Regions from separate parts of the Sus scrofa genome. Here region 2 is linked to region 1. The links are chromatin contacts, called in public Hi-C maps. All regions are on one chromosome and are shown on one strand. The core of a region is the stretch at or near the end of the contact, and the rest is flanking DNA. Distances in the headings are between cores, read along the strand shown.

Evidence for each region. Hi-C and Micro-C count contacts between places; a contact is called where the count stands out from the background.
Region 2: a Hi-C map of skeletal muscle shows a contact between it and region 1, with 4 times the contacts expected there. A contact is called at or near these places in 17 of 47 Hi-C or Micro-C datasets (alveolar macrophages, embryonic fibroblasts, epiblast stem cells and 11 more) and 1 of 2 datasets of targeted methods (skeletal muscle).

Annotation. Positions count from the first base shown.
Region 1 is chr3:71,202,042-71,207,237 of Sscrofa11.1, reverse strand. All of the region lies in intron 3 of DYSF (dysferlin), which reads left to right. Among named protein-coding and RNA genes, the nearest start is that of DYSF, 33 kb to the left of the region's middle.
Region 2 is chr3:71,234,784-71,239,979 of Sscrofa11.1, reverse strand. DYSF (dysferlin) reads left to right here and starts at 2,322. Exons shown (of 57, transcript XM_013996042.2): 1 at 2,322-2,575. The coding sequence starts at 2,485.

The DNA.
Region 1 (5,196 bases), core at 1,223-3,722:
GTGAGGCCAGGGATTGAACCACCGTCCTCATGGACACTAGTCAGGTTCGTTAACCACTGAGCCACGACAGGAGCTCCTATGCTTCGTTTTTAAATTTAACTTTCGAATTGGAAAAAAAAATTTAAGGAGTTATAAAAGCAGAAACTATTATTTTAAAATGCAGCACAGGAATTCCCTGGTGGCTCAGCAGGTTAAGAATCCAGTGTTGTCCCCACCTCGGCTGTGGTTATAGCTGTGGCATGGGTTCAGTCCGTGGCCAGGGAATTTCTTCATGCTGTGGGCGTGGCTAAAAAAAATGCAGCCCAAGTTCTCCCTTCTGTCCAGCTCTCATCCTTCTCCCATAGGTAACCACTCTTTGTTTCTTCTATATCGCTCTTCCCTTATTGCTTAAACACCGGTATAGTTCTTACTTCCTCTTTTTTACATAATAAGTAGAACATTTATTTATTAAAATAGATTTATTGGGTAAAATGCTCGTAACAGTTACCATCTTAACCACTTTTAAGTGTGTATAGTTTGGTGGTATTAAATCCAATCACGTTGTTGTATAACCATCACCACCATCCATCCCCATAACTCTTCATCTGTAAAAACGAAGCTCTATATCCATTAAACAATAACTGCCCATTATCCACTCCCCCTACCCCAGCCTCTGGAAACCACAATTACGCTATCTGACTCTTATTAAAAAGAGTTATTTTAAAAAAACTTTGTTTTTTAAAAACTTTGTTTCTTTACTTAATGTATCTGGAAGATTTTCCATATATTATAAATCTTCTTTTTTTTTGTTGCAGTTTTAAGACTCATGATATCTTATTTCATTACTTTGAAAATTGGCACATATATTATAAATCTATGGTGTACCTTCCCACTATTTTTAATAGCAGTATAGTGTTCCATTGTATGTCTATACTTAACTTACCCCTCTTCTATATTGGCCATTTGGGTTACCTCCTGTGTTTTATTGTTACAATGATGTAAAATGGCCTGAAGTTTTAAAATAAAATTGTTTAAATGACTGGAATTCCTGTTGTGGATCAGTGGGTTAAGAACCAAACACAGTGTCTGTGAGGATGCAGTTCGATCCCTGGCCTAATTGTGGATCAGTAGGTTAAGAACCCAACTCAGTGTCTGTGAGGACGCAGTTTGATCCCTGACCTTGCTCAGTGGGTTAAGGATCCAGCATTGCCACAAGCTGTGGCGTAGATGGCAGATGTGGCTCAGATCTGATATTACTGTGACTGTGGCTTGGGGTAGCAGCTGCAGCTCCGATTTGACCCCTAGTCCAGGAACTTCCATATGCCACAGGTATAGCCCTAAAAAGAAAAAAGATGTTTAGCTTTCTTTGTGCTTTGTTAAAATCAACTTACTTGGCCACCTTAATTCACTCCTTCCCACTTAAGGCTCAGATTTGGAGGTCACCACCTCCCACTTCTGATAATACAGTAACCTACCAATTGGAAGGCGAACTTGGGAACAAGCTCTTTTTCCATGAGGAAATACATGTGCCCTGTCAACACAGACACTGCTTTGACCTTTCCTTCCCTCCCCCAGGCTAATTCCCGATTTTGCTTTCGGCCCATTGGGATGACAGCCGCTCCTTCGGCCCCACACTTCTACTGCCCCCCACATTCCAGTAGCTTCAGAACACAGCACAGCCAAGAGGGATGACCAGGTCTGGGAAGGCTGGACAGTGTTTTTCTATCCGTAGGCTGCAGGGGCAGGGCATGTGGTTTCCTTCCTGCTGGCCAAGCTACACATACTTTCAGAGCTGGCTGGGAGGCACCTGGTGCAAGACCCTTGAATCCCAGCTGCCACTGATGGGTACCCATGCAGTGTGGAGCATCCCTGATGTCCAGAAGGCCCCTGGTCCCCAGGGTCTGTGTCTCAGCCTTGATCTCAGGATGGGGCGGATCTCCTCAAGGGTCTGAGAGCCCCCCTCCCTCAGGTCTTTTCCCCCTGAATAACACCAGTCCTCTCCATCCTCCGTGAAATGAATGAATGAAGAGCGGCCTCAGACCAGTTCCCCTTCCTTCCTTTCCCCTTCCCCATCCCCTCCCCCACAGTTGGGCGGGGCTGCACATTCAAGGGACGCTCTGCCTCTCTGGGTGGGACTTGAACTTGAGCTCACAGCCTGCTTTTTAGGCTCAGGGACAGGCAGCCTGCCTCTGGTCTTTCCTGCCAGCGGAGTAGGGGCTGTGAAGGGACTGACCCCAACGCAGTCTGGGAAGTAGGGGTATTTCTTGGTTCAGCAAGACGTTTAAGGGAGGAAATGACAAGCAGTCTTGCTGGCCACGGTCGCTCGGCCACTCGCCCGGAGGTGCCTGGGCTGGCAGGGGTGGGGCCGGCATTTCCTCCTGCATTTCCTCCCATTGTTCCCGCCCCGGTTCCGGGAATTCTCTGGGCAGAGGGCTGGGCGGGCAGCCTGCGGATGCGGGTGGCCGAGGCTGGGTTTTACTCTGTGCGCCCTGACCCTCTGTGGTCTGGCCACAGCCTTCCGGGTCCAAAGCAGAGCCTGGACTGGCCACCTAGTTGTCTGCACCGCCAGGCCTGCCGTCCTCTGCTCCCCTGACCCCCCTGCCTCCTGCAGCCCCAGCTCTTGAAGCCTCAAAATTGCCTGGAGTTGCCACGAGGAATCTGGGGACTGAGTTTTTCAACCAAAAAACAATGCAGGAGGCTGCAAATAAGAAAAGCGTTTATTTGGGATCTTAAGAGTTGTGATTCAGGAGACACAAATCGGGTAACTGTTGAGAGAAAGAGGGCTTATAAAGCAAAAAGCCAGGAGATGGGTAAAAGTTACCTGGTGAGAAGTGTGATCGACTCAAAGTATTTGTCCTTAAGGAATCACAAGTGGTTTTAGGGTAGACTCCCATGAGTTCTTTTAGGGTAAGGGTCCTATAAATCATTTGAGTTTCTGGGAGGTTTCTGAATGACTTCATTAAGTCAGAAGGTCAGATTCCATCCAAGCCCAGATGTGTCTAAGTCACATTTCATTCCTGACCTCCCAGTTCCATTTTAGAGAGCTCTCTTATCGATACTGACTCTATTTTGATTTTCTTTTCACAAGTTCCGGGGCAGAGTCCACCATCTCTACCTGCTCAAGCAAGTCCCACTGCTCTGCTGCCTCAGTTTCTCAATGTCCCATTGTTACCCAGAAACTGGCTTTGCCTCTTGGTGGATATTGAGCCAAAAACCACAACAAAGTCAAAGATCGGGAGCGGAAGGATTTATTATTACAGCAAGTGAGGAGAGCACTGAGGGTCTTTCCCAAATTAGTGTCTCCCGGAATGGCAAAATCGGCAAAATTGAGGACATTTTAAGCTAAGGGTACTTGCGTATTCATGAAAGGGCTTGGGCAGTAGGCAGAGTCCAAGCTTTAGTAGATCAAAAGCTTGAGGGGCATCATTCCTTAGATTCCAGTGGATCTGGTGGTTGAGCGTCTGAGGGGGGACTTCAGTTTTGCAAAACAGCTCAAGACAGGGCTTTAGGCTAGTCTTTACCATTGAAATAGAACTGAGACTCTTCACGACTGATCTGCTATCTTTGCTATTGTTACTTCTCTTGCCTAATAAGTTGTCCTTTTATTCTCTTAAGACCTTTGTTACTAAGACCTGTTCAGGGACCAGCATTGTGGCCAGGCTTAGATCACAAAATGATTTAGGACAAAAATGGCTTCTCATGTGAAGAAAGCCATACCTGGGAGTTCCTGTTGTGACTCAGTGGTAATGAACCCAACTAGTATCCACGAGGATGCGGGTTCAATCCCTGGCCCCTATCAGTGGGTTAAGGATCCGGCTTTGCCGAAGGCTGTGGTGTAGGCTGCAGATGCAGCTTGGATCTCACGTTGTGGCTGTGGCGTAGGCTGGCAGCTACAGCTCACATTCAACCCCTAGCCTGGGAACCTCCATATGCTGCAGGTGCAGCCCTAAAAAGACAAAAAAAAAAAAAAAAAAAAAAAGAAAGACATGCCTGGTTTTCTTTCTCTGGGGATCCCTTACCTTATCTGCTTACAGTGTGGGCATTCTACACCTACAGTCTGGGTTGTTTTTGACATTGCTGGGGTTGCAAGGACATTTCAGTCAACATACGGGTGACAGGGGTCTTTCCCTTGCTGGCTCTGGGATGGAGACACTCAGGAGGGCCTGGTTTAGCAGCTTATGGACAAGCCTGCTCTATTCTGCGGACAAGTCCAAATGCTACAAAATGTGATTCCTAGGAGTTCCCGTCATGGCTCAGTGGTTAACAAACCTTGAAGTTGTGGGTTTGATCCCTGGCCTTGCTCAGTGGGTTAAGGATCCGGCGTTGCTGTGAACTGTGATGTAGGTCGCAGACATGACTGGGATCCTGTGTTGCCGTGGCTGTGGCATAGGCTGGCAGCTACAGCTCCGATTAGACCCCTAGCCTGGGAAACTCCATATGTTGAGGGAGTGGCCCCAGACATGGCAAAAAAGACCAAAAAAAAAAAAAAAAAAAAATGATTCCTAGCTGTATTTGTTTATTTATTTATATTTATTTATTTATTTATAGCAGCTGATTTATTTATTGATTTATTTTTATCACAGTAAAACATACATAACAAAACTTAACCATTTAACCATTTTATTTTTAGTTTTTTATGGCCACACCCGTGGCATATGGAAGTTCCTGGGCCAGGGATTGAATCTGAGCTGCAACTGTGGCAACGCCAGACCTTTAACCTGCTGTGCACAGGGGGATCACCCATTTAACTTTTTTTTTTTTTTTTGTCTTTTTAGGGCTGCACCTGTGGCATAAGGAGGTTCCCAGGCTAGAGGTCGAATTGGAGCTACAGCTGCCAGCCTACACCACAGCCACAGCAACCCCAGATCCTAGCCGCATCTGAGACCTACACCACAGGTCAAGGTAACGCTGGATCCACTGAGCAAGGCCAGGGATTGAACCTGCATCCTCATGGATACTGGTCAGACTTGCTTCTGATGAGCCACACGGGAACTCCCTCATTTAACTTTTTAAAATGTGCAGTTCAGTGGCATTGAGCACATTCACAATATTGTGGAACCATCACCACTGTCCATCTCCAGAACTGTTTCATCTTCCCAAACTAAAATTTGGTACCCACTAAATAATGACTTCCCCATCCCCCAGCCCCCAGCTCCAGATAACCACTAATTTGCCTTCTGTCCCTATGGATTTAACTACTCTAGGTCACTCATATAA
Region 2 (5,196 bases), core at 1,073-3,572, 33 kb before region 1:
GGAAAACATGTTAGGATCTCAACACATTGTCCACAAGCGCTGCATCCCTGATACAAGTCCCACTGGGGAGGAAGTGCCTTTGAACAACAGGCTCCAGTATGACATCTCCAAGGGACCAGTCAGCCGTTTGATCAGGGAGACATGAAGGGCAGCCAGGTTGGGAAGTAGGAAGCCAGGATGAGAAAGAAGCCTCAGGAAGCGCTCAGGCCACCAGCTGCTGTTGTTCTGGTTTACAGAGCTGGTGTGTGGAGACCCTGTTCCTTGGATACAACCAAGTATTTGTAAAAGTCCCTTGAACATTCCTCTGGAAATGTTAGATATGCCCCTAAAGACTTCTTGTGCCACCTCTGACTGATTAGAACAGGACAAGGGGCCAGGATGTTGTGTGCCAGGGGAAAGGTGCAAAGCCAGGAACCCCTGTGATGGTAAAACAATATATATCCCAAATAATCATACTCAAAATAACCCCTAGGGGGCAGCACTATCCCTTTGAGAACCACAGGCTTAGCCTCATCACCGGCTGGAAGGGAGGCTGGGGGGTCAAGTACAAGGTCCCTCAGAGCAATCCCAGGCCAGCCCATACCCTGCATTGGGAATCCCTGGCTGCCTGAGACAGACTTGGCCTCTCCCCTTATCCACCGACTCCACCATCTAGCCAGAAATCAAGGCAGTAATAATTACACAAGTAGATATTGCTTGCAATTGGGAAGCCTACAAAGAAGGGAAAGTGCTGACGTGCAGTTCTTTGCCAGGGGACCCATCCTAGACTAGGAGGGAAGTGAGGGACTGAAGGATGTGGGGGAGGCCCTTTAAAAGAGAGGGGAAGGTAGGTGCAGGGAGGTGACAGAGTGCTCTGAGTTTGTAGGGAACTCAGCATGTTCCAGAAATTGAGAAGCCACTGAAGCTGGAGCTCAGAGAGTCAGGGGCTGAGTGGCTTTATCTTCTCCTATGCAGAGGAAAGGGAGGAAAGGCTTTATCCAGAGGGCATGGAGGCCTTGGAGGGATTTTAAGGGGGAGGAGGGCCTGATTATATTTGTTTTAAGATCACCTGGCTCCAGTGTGGCTAATGGACCAGGCAGCCAAGGCAGGAGACGGTAGTGGTGGAAAAGTCTCGGTACTGTGGGCACATAGATGGTACCACAGTCGTGGGTGTCAGTAAGGATGATTTAGGCTGCAAGTGAGTGAGATCCTATCTCAAAAAGACTTTAATAATAAACAGTCTTAAAGTGATCTTCACTCCTTTTTTTTTTTAAGAATTTATTTTTAATGTCTTTTCTATGGCCGCTGCTGCGGCATATGGACATTCCCAGGCTAGGGGTCTAATCCAAGCTACTAGCCTCTGGCCCGCGCCAGAGCCACAGCAACGTGGGCCGGATTCCAGCGCCGCGTCTGTGACCTACACCACAGTTCACGGCAACGCTGGATCCTTAACCCACTGAGCAAGGCCAGGAATCGAACCTGAAACCTCATAGTTCCTAGCTGAATTCGTTAACCATTGAGCCCCAACTGGGAACTCTGTGATCTTCATTTCTAATACAAGCCCTCTTGGGAGGAAACCTCACTGAGTACCAGGCCCCAGTATGTGCCAGAGACCTGGTGGGCTCTGGGGACATGCAGGGTATAGCTCTACAGTCATCTTGGACCCGAGTGGACTTCATCAGCTGAAGAGGAATCGGACGGAACACGGAACAGGTGTTAACGGCTATAAGAAATCTCCCGCCCTTAGCGGGGGCGAGGGGACCTAGAGATTGGTGTTGGGATGTAGCAGGGCACCGATGCTCCAGGGCACGCAAGTGAATTTGAAAAGGCTCTGAGGCGCTTCGCGAGGGCTCAAACGCCAGAGACTCTAGGGCCACCTGGGCACTGAAGGCGAGCAAGGGGCTGGCATGGCAGGCCGAGGTAAGCAGCGCAGGGGCTGGGGGCTCAGAGCGCAGCGCACTCTCCGCCTGCTCCTCCTTCAGCGCTCAAACGCTTGCAATTTCCCGCGGACACACTCTGGTCTCGGCAGCCGGGTCTCCCCCTCCTCCTGCCTTCGCACACAGTCTCCAGGCGTCCGCAGCACGCTGGCCTGGGCACAGCGGACAGGAGAGCAGCGGTTGCGAAGTCGGCGCTGGTGCGCTCGGGGCTCGGGCGCGAGCCGGGACGCTGGGGGCTCCCGTGAGTAGGCAGGCTGGCGCGGTGTCCCGGAGCGGCGCGCCCCGCGTCAGCCGCACTTCCATTCCCGGCGGGGGCGGGGACCCACGGAGGGGGGACCAGCGCCCCCGCCGGCGCCCGCCTGACCCCTGCCTCGCCCCGCCCGCCACGGGCAGGGCGGATCCCGGCAGGGGCCGGAGGGGAGGGTCCGCCCAGCGGGTGTCCGGTGTCCTCTCTGCGGCCTCTCCCAGGCGTTGGGACTTCTCTGCGGAGGCGCAGCGGAGGCGACAGCTCCCCTTTGGCGCGGCTGCCGCGGAGCCGGGCGCTTGCTCGGTGGGGGCAGGCCGAACCATGCTGAGTTGCCAGCTGGTGAGGGCCAGCAACCTCCCCAGTGTGAAGAAGGACCGGCGCAGCGACCCGGTCGCCAGCTTGACTTTCCGAGGTGAGAGCCCCATAGCTGCGGCTCCCGGGCGCCAGCGCCCCAGACTGCGCGCGCACCGCCGGGTCTGTCGCCTTGGCTCTGGCACTGACTCTAGTCCAGGCCACATGTCAGCTGGGACAGAAATCTCAGAGAAATCTCAACTCTTGTCTTCTGCAGAGTGGACGAGGAGGATGCAACCAAGCACTATAAATGCCACAGTGCTCTGCAATTTTGGGAAACTGAAAGTACCTTTCTAAGTAAACGGTTACCACTTTTCTAAGAACGATATGGAGAGGGAATAATGTGCAAGTCTTTAGCGGGCAGTGGTGAGGATGGGTTGGAGGATGGATGCAGAAGAGAAAAGAATCAGGATCGCTTAAAAACTGGGAGTGGAGACCGTGAAAGTTGTGTCTTGACTTCATTCATTCTTTGCCCATCTTTCTTCAAGACTGGTCATATTGAATCGGCCGTGTTTCAGTTGGGAGGAAACGGGATAGAATAGGGCGGAAATTGCCTTGATGCAAGGAATTTTGAGAGTTCAAGCGTTTTCTTGGTTTGTCTGTTTTTGTTTGTTTTAAGGCACAGACCCTTAAGTGCCTGCATGTGGTTCTTAGGCAAGAGAGGGTCTCTCTGGGGCTACAAACGACTCACACCTCACCCCCTTCTCACCAGGCACCTTTAGTCCCCATTTCAAGGCAGACATTCCCATGGGAGGAGGTGTCTCAGGAATGGGGAAAGGGAAGAGGAAGGATCTGTCAAAATTAAGAGAAGAAACAATGGCTGTGAGTCAGGACTCCAGTTCTGCAAAGAAAGATAATTAAGGAGAGAGGAGAGGGTTTTCCTCTTACCAGTAGGCGTATCCTGTGGTTTTGTGGTGTTAAAAACGTGCAGCCCAAAAGATGGTCCAACATAGAGGGACAAGCGGCTGGTTTTTTCAGAAGGTTTGAAAATGGTGGGAGTACCCAAAAGGGGCCCTTTAGCTCTGACGCACCATCTCCATCTGCTCCCCAAGCCCCTCAAAATAATGATAACCATAGATGAAAGACACAGTCTGGCAAAGTGAGAAGTGAGAGTAGCTTTTATTCTTGGCTATGGGACCACTTACATTTTATTCCTTTTTTGAAAAGCGGGAGTCGAAACATTTTAGAAAACTTGGCAGTTTTCATTTATTGTTGGTATTTCTGGGTGCCTACTATGAAGTGCAGCTTCCCCTGTCCATCAGAATCTGCCTAAGCCATTCATGTGTAGGAACGACGCGGCCAACACTGGCTGGAAAAGAAGTTCCTTAAGCACCCTGAGCCTAGAATCTGACATGGTCTTTCAGATGCTTTGGACCTCTTTTGAGTCTGTTCACCGATCTCTTGCCCTGGTCCTCTAACTGTTTCGTCATAGCTACTCATCTCCCTATCCTGCAGATAAGGAAATGGAAACCTGGGAAAGTTCTGTGAAGTGTCCTAGTCCTGGCACGGAGCGCTTGGAGTGGGCACTACCCTTGAGTCTGAATCTACTGAATCTCTTGGCTGTTGCCCCCGCTCAGGTGCTGAGCACGTGCAGCTGCTGTCCTCTCCCCATCTCTGCATTTCCCACCCTTTATGATGCCTTATAATTTATTTGCACTGACAAGCCCCTAGCAAAGCTGCAATGCCACTTTCTCCAGGAAGTCCCCCAGGATTCCCCTGGCTAGCTTTGGTCTCTCCCCTAGGGATGAATAGCACCTTGTTTGGTTTGCTGGTGTACTCGCCCCAGCCAGTCTGTGCTCAGTACTTTGCTCCATAGTTAGGATCCCACGACTCCCTGAAGGTGGCAACCCGAACCATTTATCAGGATGCCCAGTGCTGAGAGCAAATAGGTGGTGCTCTGTGGTGTGTGCCCTTTTCGGCCCAGCCCCTGGCCATCTTCCAGATGTGCCTGGGAGTCTCAGCAGCGGTCCTCATGCTTTACTGAGCCTGAGAATCCTCTGGAGGGTGTGCTTGAAAAACGGATTCCTGGGTCCCATCCATAGAGGTTCTGAAGCAGCCGGTGTAAGTACCTTAAGAATTTGCACTTATGTACCTGATACAGGTATATATATGGTATTTTGGAACCACTGATGTGAGATGTGGTGAAAGGTGAAATTAATGTGACACTCTACTTCCCTGCCCCACAGGGGTATTCATGCTGGAATTTGGGGACAAACTGATGTTTAGGAAAGGAGGCTGTTAGAATCAGACCAGAATTTACAGATCATTTGGTTGGGGGTACTTACCCCTGTTGCCTGTCGGAATCAAGTGCTGAGCTTTTTTTTTTTTTTTTTTTTTTTTTTTTTTTTTTTTTTTGTCTTTTTAGGGCTGCACCTGTGGCATATGAAAGTTTCCAGACTTAGGGGTCTAATGGGAACTGCAGCTGCCGGCCTACGCCACAGCCATAGCAACGCCAGATGCGAGCCACATCTGCGACCTACACTGAAGCTCAAGGCAATGCTGGATCTTTAACCTGCTGAGTGAGGCCAGGGCTCAAACTCATGTCCTCAGGGATACTAGTCGGGTTTGTTACTGCTGAGCCACGACAGGAACTCCCAAGTGCTGAGTTTTTTTTTTTGTTGTTGTTGTTGTTGTTGTTGTTGCTATTTCTTGAGCCGCTCCCGCGGCACATGGAGGTTCCCA